Regions from separate parts of the Mus musculus genome. Here regions 1 and 3 are each linked to region 2. A link is a contact called in public promoter capture Hi-C data. All regions are on one chromosome and are shown on one strand. The core of a region is the stretch at or near the end of the contact, and the rest is flanking DNA. Distances in the headings are between cores, read along the strand shown.

Region 1 (2,700 bases), core at 112-2,611, 850 kb before region 2:
AAAAAAAAGCTTGCAGGGATTACTCATGGATATAAAAATGTGTTCATTCTTTATAAGTGAACCTGGAAAAGAGCATAGAAGCCACTGACACTGAGTTGTCATCGGACAATTTCTTCTTTGCTGTGCAAAAGGTATAGTAGCTGAGACTCAAGCTTTGATAGAATAGGTATGGCATTTCTTTAAATCTCTTTATTTTTTTCCCAAGTGGAGTGTCCTTGCATGTTTATCAATTTGCTTTTTGAAAATAGCTACGAACTCTCTCTCGGCCAGATGAATGTATATAACACAGGCAGGTTATAGCTTATTCCAATGCTCTCATTACCACCAAGCACAGTTAATCAACTGCTCAGACCTTCTGTTGCTTAGAAAGTGTTTCGTATTTACTTGATGCCCTTTTGCTAAGAACATACTCGATATTGTTTTTATAAAAGCCAAACTGGTTTCCATATCTATGTAATTAAAGAACACTTTTTCTGTGGTTGTTTAACATTATTTCCTACATTTACAGGATTTTCACTGGATATCACACTTGTTTTATTATGACCTAATTTTCACGGAACTTCATTCAATCGTCTGAATCATATTTATCGAGTATAAGCCATTCTCCTAATCACTTCAGTGAAAAAAGCATATAAAATTACTACTCTCAAAACACTATTTCCATCCTGCAACTTCATGTGACTTTCAAAAATTAGAAACCTCAGGCTGGTAAAATCAACCAATTTGGTCCTTACCCCAATTTTTAGCCTAGAAAAATCCAAGCATTTTGTGAGGAAAGGAGAGGGTGGGGGAGTGGGCGGGAGTTAACTGTGTCTAAGTGAGTTTAGGCTCTTTAGTTTGCTCGCTCCTGAAGCCTGGTGAGAGTACCATCAACGACTAAAATTCTCTTTGTTCAGGGGTCGAAGACTGGGCTGCATCTAAGACGTAATCTATAGAGTGCTGGCTGGTGTGTTCTTTCAGACTCCTGGAGATTGACAACTAGAGATTGACAATGGTGTTAAGTCAAGTTGACCAGGACCCATAGAAAGGCTTGACTAACTTGTGGCTGGAGACAGGCTCCTGTAAAATTGTATCACATCCTATAGTTGGGAAGCTTCAAAGTCGCAGTAAGGGAAACGACCCCCTACCCTTCCCTCCTCTGCCTCCACAGCTTGGCCCCCGGGTCCTAATTTGATCCCTTCCAGTTCTCCCCCTTTCCACAAACTTCCTAGCCCACAGGAATGCGCGTGCGCAGAAAGATTCCGCCTTGGCCGGCCGGGGCGAGGAGGGCTCGATTGAATCGGTGCTCGACTCTTCGACTTCTCTGAGTTCGATTGAGGAGTTTGGCCGCCCTCTTCCGGCGCGGGGAAGCTCTTCCGGTATTAGTTTCAAGCGGACCGCGCCGGCTTCAGGTGAGTCTCTCGGGTTCTTTTTCGCTGTGGCTGGTCTCAGGGTTTGGCGGGATCCGCCCCGTCCGCGGTAACTGAGCCGGCGAGGGCGAAGGTGTCGTCGGTTGCGTGGTCCTCGGTCCGCGGACGTATAGGAGGAAGGGACGGCGACCCCAGGGCTGGCGGAATGAGGCCCGGCGTCACAGCCTGTTCTCTGCAGGATGGTTGGGTTTTTAATGTCAGAGGACCCTGGTGTTGGGTGGATTGGCCGGTGTGTAAAGAGGCTCAAGCGGACACATAGGAATTAGCCCAGGGGGAGAGAATGGCCCGTGACTTGCTTGGAGGAGCAGGGTGTGCAGTTCACTGTGCACTCTCGGCCTCTTCTCCCCGGCAGCCTTTGGGTTTCTGGTGCCCTTGCACTATTTCAGCCCAAAGGAGCTAATGCCAGAGCCTGTGCTCTTGTCCCTCTCTTGAGTCCCAGCCCTTCTCCAGGTTCCCATGTAGAGAGGCAAGCCTGTGAGAAACGTTACCTATTATCCGTTGCCTACATAGTACAGGCCCTTCCTATAAGTTGTTCAGAGCAGCTTGTTGTGTGACGTTAAGACACTTGTGTCCTTTAACGAGTGATAGCTATCGATAATAAATAGTAACTGTAGATGCTAACTGGTGCAGACTGATACATATCTGTCTCATAATTTTATAGGCTCCATTTTATAGGTGCTGTTAGTAGCCATAATTTGTAGCTGGGGACTTGAGACATTAAGGAACTTGCCCCCCATCGAAGTAGGTTGTAAAATCGTAAACAGAACTTAAATCCGTATCTTATTGATACAAGAATCTGAGCTCTGAACTGTCAACCTTGACCACTCTTGAGACTCACATAGTGGGAAAGAGACAGAAGTGAAAGCCCCTGAGAGGTCGTTCTCTGACCTCAACATACACGATGGCACAGGTAAACAAACACACACACACACACTAATCGTTTAAATCAATACATTCATGAGTGCATCTATGAACTGTCTTAATTTGTATTGTTCTATTACAATGACTTTTTAAAACTAGGTGCGTGTTTACTGATCTTTCACAAAATGTTCAAATCATTTTACTGAAAAACCATTTTCTGGTGAATATGATCAAAACACATGACATTCTCAAAGAATTAATAAATATACTTTCGAAAGTTATGTCATTATGTAGATGAAAGGACAGTATCATTTAAGTGGGGATAAAAGAAGTATATAACCTTGAATAATATGTTTTTAAATCTGCCTATGTATTGACAGATTCTACCAATTTGTAGAACCTTGGTATTGTCCTTCCAAGGTTTGATCTT
Region 2 (2,815 bases), core at 277-2,776:
AATCCAGGCTGGCAGGTGATAGGAACACAGTTACTGGGCAAATCCATAAGGAGAGGGAGTGAGGCTAGAGGCAGAGGAGCCAGAGAGACTTGCTTAAGATTCTGGAAGAAGCTGGGTGGTGGCGGCGCACGCCTTTAATCCCAGCTCTTGGGAGGCGGATTTCTGAGTTCGAGGCCAGCCTGGTCTACAAAGTGAGTTCCAGGACAAAAAAAAAAAAAAAAAAAAAAAAAAAAATCTGGAAGAAGGCACAGAAAATTTTATGCAGTAAACAGCATTCTTGTATTTGGACAGGATTGTGGAGGACGAAACACCAATGATAGGTTGAACCGTCCTTAAATGAAGTCTCATTTAGTGGGGTCAGAGTCCTGAGCAGAAAAAAACAAAAAACCAACCCCAAAAAAAAACAAAAATAAGCCAGAAGGGTTCGGGCTGCAGCTGGATGTAGGTTCTTTCTCTTCAGTGTGATTACCAATTATTAATACCAAAGACTTGTTAAAAGGGCAAACTCTTAGGTTACATTCTAGGTGCACGGAGCCAGAACTAAGAAATCTTTGAGCAAACTCTCCAGGTGATTCTGACGCCACTGCCGTAGCCTGCCAAACACCCCGTGGCAATGCAGTAAGGGATTAGAATTGCCACGACTTGCCTTTAATCTTAAGAAAGAAACAAAACCCTTAAAACTAATGGGAACCGCGGTTTGCTACCTAGGGTAGATTTTTTTTATATAGCGCCCAGAAAACAGAAACAAAGAAAAACAACGATCATGTTGCCCAAAAGCCTTCTTAGATAATTAAGACTTTTTTTATAGAGATCCTGATGTTCTCGTTGCCTAAATTCAGTTCAAAAGTGAGGTGATCATCCCACGTCTTACGAGTTCCTTTTATTCGCTACAAAAACACCCGGAGAAAACAAGGCTAGGATTGCGGGTGGCCCTGTGGAAGCAGTATTTCCGTGCAACCGCCCTTTAGGAAAACACAATTCCCCAATGAGAAACCCCCAAGCGCAGCGGCGGGGCCCGGCCCACAGTCCCGGGCCACGCGGCGTCCCCCACGCACCCCCCGCGGGCCACTGGGCCTCCTCCCAGCCCGCTCAGAAGATAAACAAATCACTCCTGTTTTCCAGTCCTGGAATAAGCGCTGACTCACACAGCACTTTGATCAGCCACGGTCGCCTCAGGAAGGAGGAAAACTGTGCAGATTTTTCCCTCTCACGCGACGGCCCGAAGTGCCGCGCTGACCAATCAGGACTGGGTGGTGGGAACAGCACCAAAGTAGGTAAAAAAATGCGGGTCGCGGTCCCTGAGAGCCGTTTTGAGAGTTCTCGTCGCCAAGCAGAGCACCCGCCCACCGGCATTCGCCCCGCCCACTCCGCGCCGGGGCCCCGCCCCTAGCGGCGCGCACACCTGGCCAGGTGGCGACTTCCATGTATGGGCAAAGGCCGCGCGGTAGGCGGGGCATCGCGTGGTCCCGCCTCCAGGGCAGGGCCAGATTCCCCGGAGCGTCCTGTGTCCACCCTTCACGGAGCAGCAGCCCGGGCGCTCCTCTGGGCGGGGAACCCATGCACTCCCCTTAACTGGAGAGGGGTTTCCAGTTGTCTGGAGACTATTGGGACTCCTGGGTGGGGCCTGTCTGGGGAGGCCGGCCTGTTGCGTAGCAACGGTGGGCGGAGCGAGGGGCGCGCGCAGCCGCAGTCTGGCTGGAACTCGTGCCCGCCCTTAATAAGCTCGAGCTGCCGCGTCCGCCCTGCGCCTGCTCTCCTGCTTTTGCTACCCGGAGGACGAAGGTGCACAGACTTTGCCGTCAGGCTCCTAGCTCTCCTCCCGAAGTCCGCCCCAGCGAACATGGTGAGTGATCCTCGGGCGTGTGCTAAGGGAGGGGTCGGTTCCAAGGCAGCTCCTGGGCGGCATCATGCCCACCGTTCCAGGCCGCCGCCCGGGATCCCCTTCGGCCCGGCCTCGCTGCCTTCGATCCCGAAGTCGGTAGATCCCCGGGATGGGCGGCCGAACCTGAGACCATCCGTGTGGGCGCGGTTTTCTCCAAGGCCAGCTTGGTGACCCGTGAGCTTTTCCAGCCCTTTTTACTGAGAAGGAAAAGGATTTTATTGAACACTCTAGAGGGCGGAGTAATTGCTAGTGAGCGTGATTAAGAACCGGGTGGCCTTGCCGTGGCTTTGTTTGTCGTATCTGGCAATCAGCTTCAGTGGCACTCTCGTTGGGCTTGTCAAGCTTGGCAGTGGCTCTTTTAACCCTTCCCTGCCGGGTCCATTCATCCATGCTAGAAATTTGCCTTTACCTGAGAACAAGGCTTTACCACAACTTTGGGTGCAAGTCCTGGACATGATGTTGTTGCTTTTCAGATGCAAATTTAAAAACTTTCAGAAAGCCCGTATAATTACTCCAGCCCTTTAAAAAGAGAAACATTCGTTGTATTGAGATGGTAGAGATTTTGCTTAATTTACAAACTTCTCTACCTCCAAAGTGTTACTCAAATCGGTTGTAAAACAGTATCTCAACTGGGCGATCAGGTGGAACATTTTGTCACTGTAGTCTGCACAATGTTACCATTTTTGGTCAATGATTTGCTGGCAAGGCCTTGCCTCACTGCTAGAAATACTATCCTGTTGCTACATCTGTGCGCCGGGAAACAGTTGGTACCCACTTATCTGTCTACAGAGTGTTTTCACTGAATAACAACTTTGGTTTTTTCTTAGGATATAGCAACTGGCTTGCAGGTGCAGGCTGGCTCATTAGATTAAATGGATAGTTTTCTTGAAAACGGACCATGCTTAGCTGTGCCTTGATATTAAGTCATGTTTG
Region 3 (2,700 bases), core at 47-2,546, 800 kb before region 2:
TTATATATATGCTCCATGCAAAGGTACTTGGAGGGCTGGTGAGATGGCTCAGTGGGTTAGAGCACCCGACTGCTCTTCCAAAGGTCCGGAGTTCAAATCCCAGCAACCACATGGTGGCTCACAACCATCCATTAAGGAGATCTGACTCCCTCTTCTGGAGTGTCTGAAGACAGCTACAGTGTACTTACACATAATAAATAAATGAATCTAAAAAAAAAAAAAAAAAAAAAAGGTACTTGGAGTCCTCAATTTTTCAGTGTAAAAGAACAAAGTTTGGAGAATTGAATTGAGAGCTCATAATATGAAATCTACATCTTACCAGCAGATGGCACCACAAACACATAAAACCTAAACTTGAGGCTTTGGTTAAGGTGGAAATGTAAGAGATTTACATACATCAGTTGCAAATGAGATCTAGCTTTCCCCAAAGGAGATTCTTCTCTGCCTTTGGTTGCTCTTTATGTGAAAAGGAAACTGCCTTAAGTGGCCTGCAGATTACTCTGAGAGTGGGCAGAGATGCCTCACTAATCATACTCACCCCAGTGCCCATAAACTAATTATCTCCTTGGCCAAATCCATAGACTGACTGTATCTCAGAGCGATGTCTCTCTGCATGGTAGCCATGCAGTATGGTCAGACATGTCAGTTCCCTAGCATCACAGAGAGCTGTACAATAGAACCCAGAATTTACTCCTTGGGGAATGTGTTCTAAGAAACCACATTATTCCAACGATATATGCACGTGCCTCTCCTGCTGTGACATCACAGATTGCTGTAAGTTGAGTTTAGAGGATTCTCTTTCCTAACCAGCCTTGCAATCTCTAAAATGTGTCTTTCTCTTCTGTGTATCAATGACAGCATACTCCAACATAACTTGTCCATCTTGACTCTCTGTATCTGTGCACTGTGGAAGTTAATGTCATTTCTACAGGGAGACCTAACTCTGGAGCAGACCTGCTTCCATTAACCTTTCTAAGTTCCTGTTTTGCACACAAATCCCCTTTGCTGTATTGACTCAAGCTTGCTATTTTTCCCTCCAGATTTTAATGTCTCTGCTTTTCTGGAGGGAATCCCCATGTCTCGTGCTGACTTAGTGTCTCAGCCTTGCTCCAAATGATTCACACTCCTTTTCTATCCACCAGTAGATGAGAAAATGCAGTACGGTTCCTATGGAATGTTGGAGGGACATGCAATGGCCTAGCATGGCTACTACATTGCAGTCTCTCCCATCCCACCCCACTTTCCAGGCATTCAAGTAAACCAGCTTGATCAGGGAGCTTTAGGTGGCCGAGTTCCAAAATCTGCTCCGACAGATTGTTTCTGGGTTTCTGCAGTGACAGCCTCCTACTCTCAACTCTGCCCAAGAATGCCTGAGACCCAACCATTTTTTTTTTTTTAACTTTCACTAGAAGCTGACTGGCAGGTGCATTGGTGAGCAATGTGCTGCATTTGTGGGAGGTTTCAGAGATATGCAGAGGTCCACAGACGTGGAGTGGTACTGCAGTAGAGTCATAGCAGTGCCACTTCTCTTTGATCCTGGCCACCTTCCATGACACTTGCTCTAGCCTGCACCATCCCTTTATTCTTGTCGCCTCTTCCTCCAACCCCTCATCCCTCCCTTTTGAGAAGAAACACCATTTCTCCCATCCCTTCTGCAGTACAGAGGCCCCCAAACCATCTCTCATGGTGCACACCAAGTTTTTTCTTTAAGTTAAAATGCCGTGATCTCTCTGTGTGTTCATTAATCTTCACTGTGATTAAGGGTGTGGAAGCAGCCAGCACCTGACTGTGGTGTGTATAGGAGGGGTCTCTGGCAGGAGATTATGATCAGCTACAGTGACCCCGATAGCATTTCCGTGACTGAATGCAGGCAGCTTCAAAAGCACACACACACACACACACACACACACACACACACAGAGAGAGAGAGAGAGAGAGAGAGACCAGGAGAGACATATGCACACACTCTCTTTCTCTGGCCCCTACACCAACCACCGTGAGACTCTGCTAACAGGAAGACCACCACTGATAGCCCTAGGACTGAGAGCTAAAATCAATGTATGAGTCAGTGGTATTGTGCTAGTATGCAAAAAGGAAAAGAAAAAGAAATGTGTACAAAGAGCTTTTAGCCCAACAAATAATGACTAGCTTTCCCCCATCTCCTCCTCCATAGGTTATATGTGGTGCAGTACAGGATAGTCTCAAACTCACTACGTAGGCCAGAGTGGCATTGAACTAACATTCATCCAGTCTTAGCCTCCTGATGCTGCTATCACCACTAAACTCAGGAAAAAACAGATTTTCCTTTATATATTTGGAATTGCAGTTTCTCTTAAATTTGGCTTCCTGACTATCAAAGTCAAGAATTTTTACAGGACTGATGTGTTCAGGGGGTGATGACAGAGGGCACAGAGACAACCAAAAGCTCTAGAGATCGCCCGAATGCTTCTCAGCTCTGATGGCCAACAGGCTTTTATTTCTCTAGGTGCTGGCAGGATTTATGTCAACTTGCCACAAGCTGAGAGGAGTGACCCTCAACTGAGAAAGTGCTTTTATAAGGCTGGGCTGTAGGCAAGCCATTAGGGCGTTTACTTAATTCATGACTGATGTGGGAGGGTCAGGTCCATTATGGGTGGGGCTACCCCTGAGCTAGTGGTCCTGGGTTCTATAAGATGGCAGACTGAGCAAACCTCAGGGAGA

What was found. Promoter capture Hi-C pulls out the DNA fragments that hold promoters and counts their contacts.
Region 1: a promoter capture Hi-C map of pre-B cells shows a contact between it and region 2, with 3 times the contacts expected there. The contact joins the promoter of Snrpb2 here to the promoter of Dstn in region 2. A contact is called at or near these places in 7 of 39 promoter capture datasets (3T3-L1-derived adipocytes, the C10 cell line, cranial neural crest and 4 more), 1 of 484 Hi-C or Micro-C datasets (muscle stem cells) and 3 of 115 datasets of contacts at active chromatin or transcription factors (astrocytes, embryonic hindbrain and embryonic stem cells).
Region 3: a promoter capture Hi-C map of hippocampal neurons shows a contact between it and region 2, with 9 times the contacts expected there. The contact joins the enhancer-like site here to the promoter of Dstn in region 2. A contact is called at or near these places in 8 of 39 promoter capture datasets (the 3T3-L1 cell line, 3T3-L1-derived adipocytes, cranial neural crest and 4 more), 1 of 484 Hi-C or Micro-C datasets (forebrain), 15 of 115 datasets of contacts at active chromatin or transcription factors (differentiating embryonic stem cells, embryonic forebrain, embryonic hindbrain and 5 more) and 1 of 9 other capture datasets (embryonic stem cells).

The regions. Positions count from the first base shown.
Region 1 is chr2:143,061,708-143,064,407 of GRCm38.p6, forward strand. Snrpb2 (U2 small nuclear ribonucleoprotein B) reads left to right here and starts at 1,362. Exons shown (of 7, transcript NM_021335.3): 1 at 1,362-1,391.
Region 2 is chr2:143,913,805-143,916,619 of GRCm38.p6, forward strand. Dstn (destrin) reads left to right here and starts at 1,527. Exons shown (of 4, transcript NM_019771.2): 1 at 1,527-1,843. The coding sequence starts at 1,841. It also overlaps a transcript of Bfsp1 not described here.
Region 3 is chr2:143,113,610-143,116,309 of GRCm38.p6, forward strand. No RefSeq gene overlaps it. Among named protein-coding and RNA genes, the nearest start is that of Otor, 37 kb to the left of the region's middle. Within about 2 kb of position 1,297, at least 12 of the 459 cell types and tissues checked have an H3K27ac peak or open chromatin away from gene starts, as enhancers often do. A contact at or near this core is called in forebrain and hippocampal neurons, where this site is marked.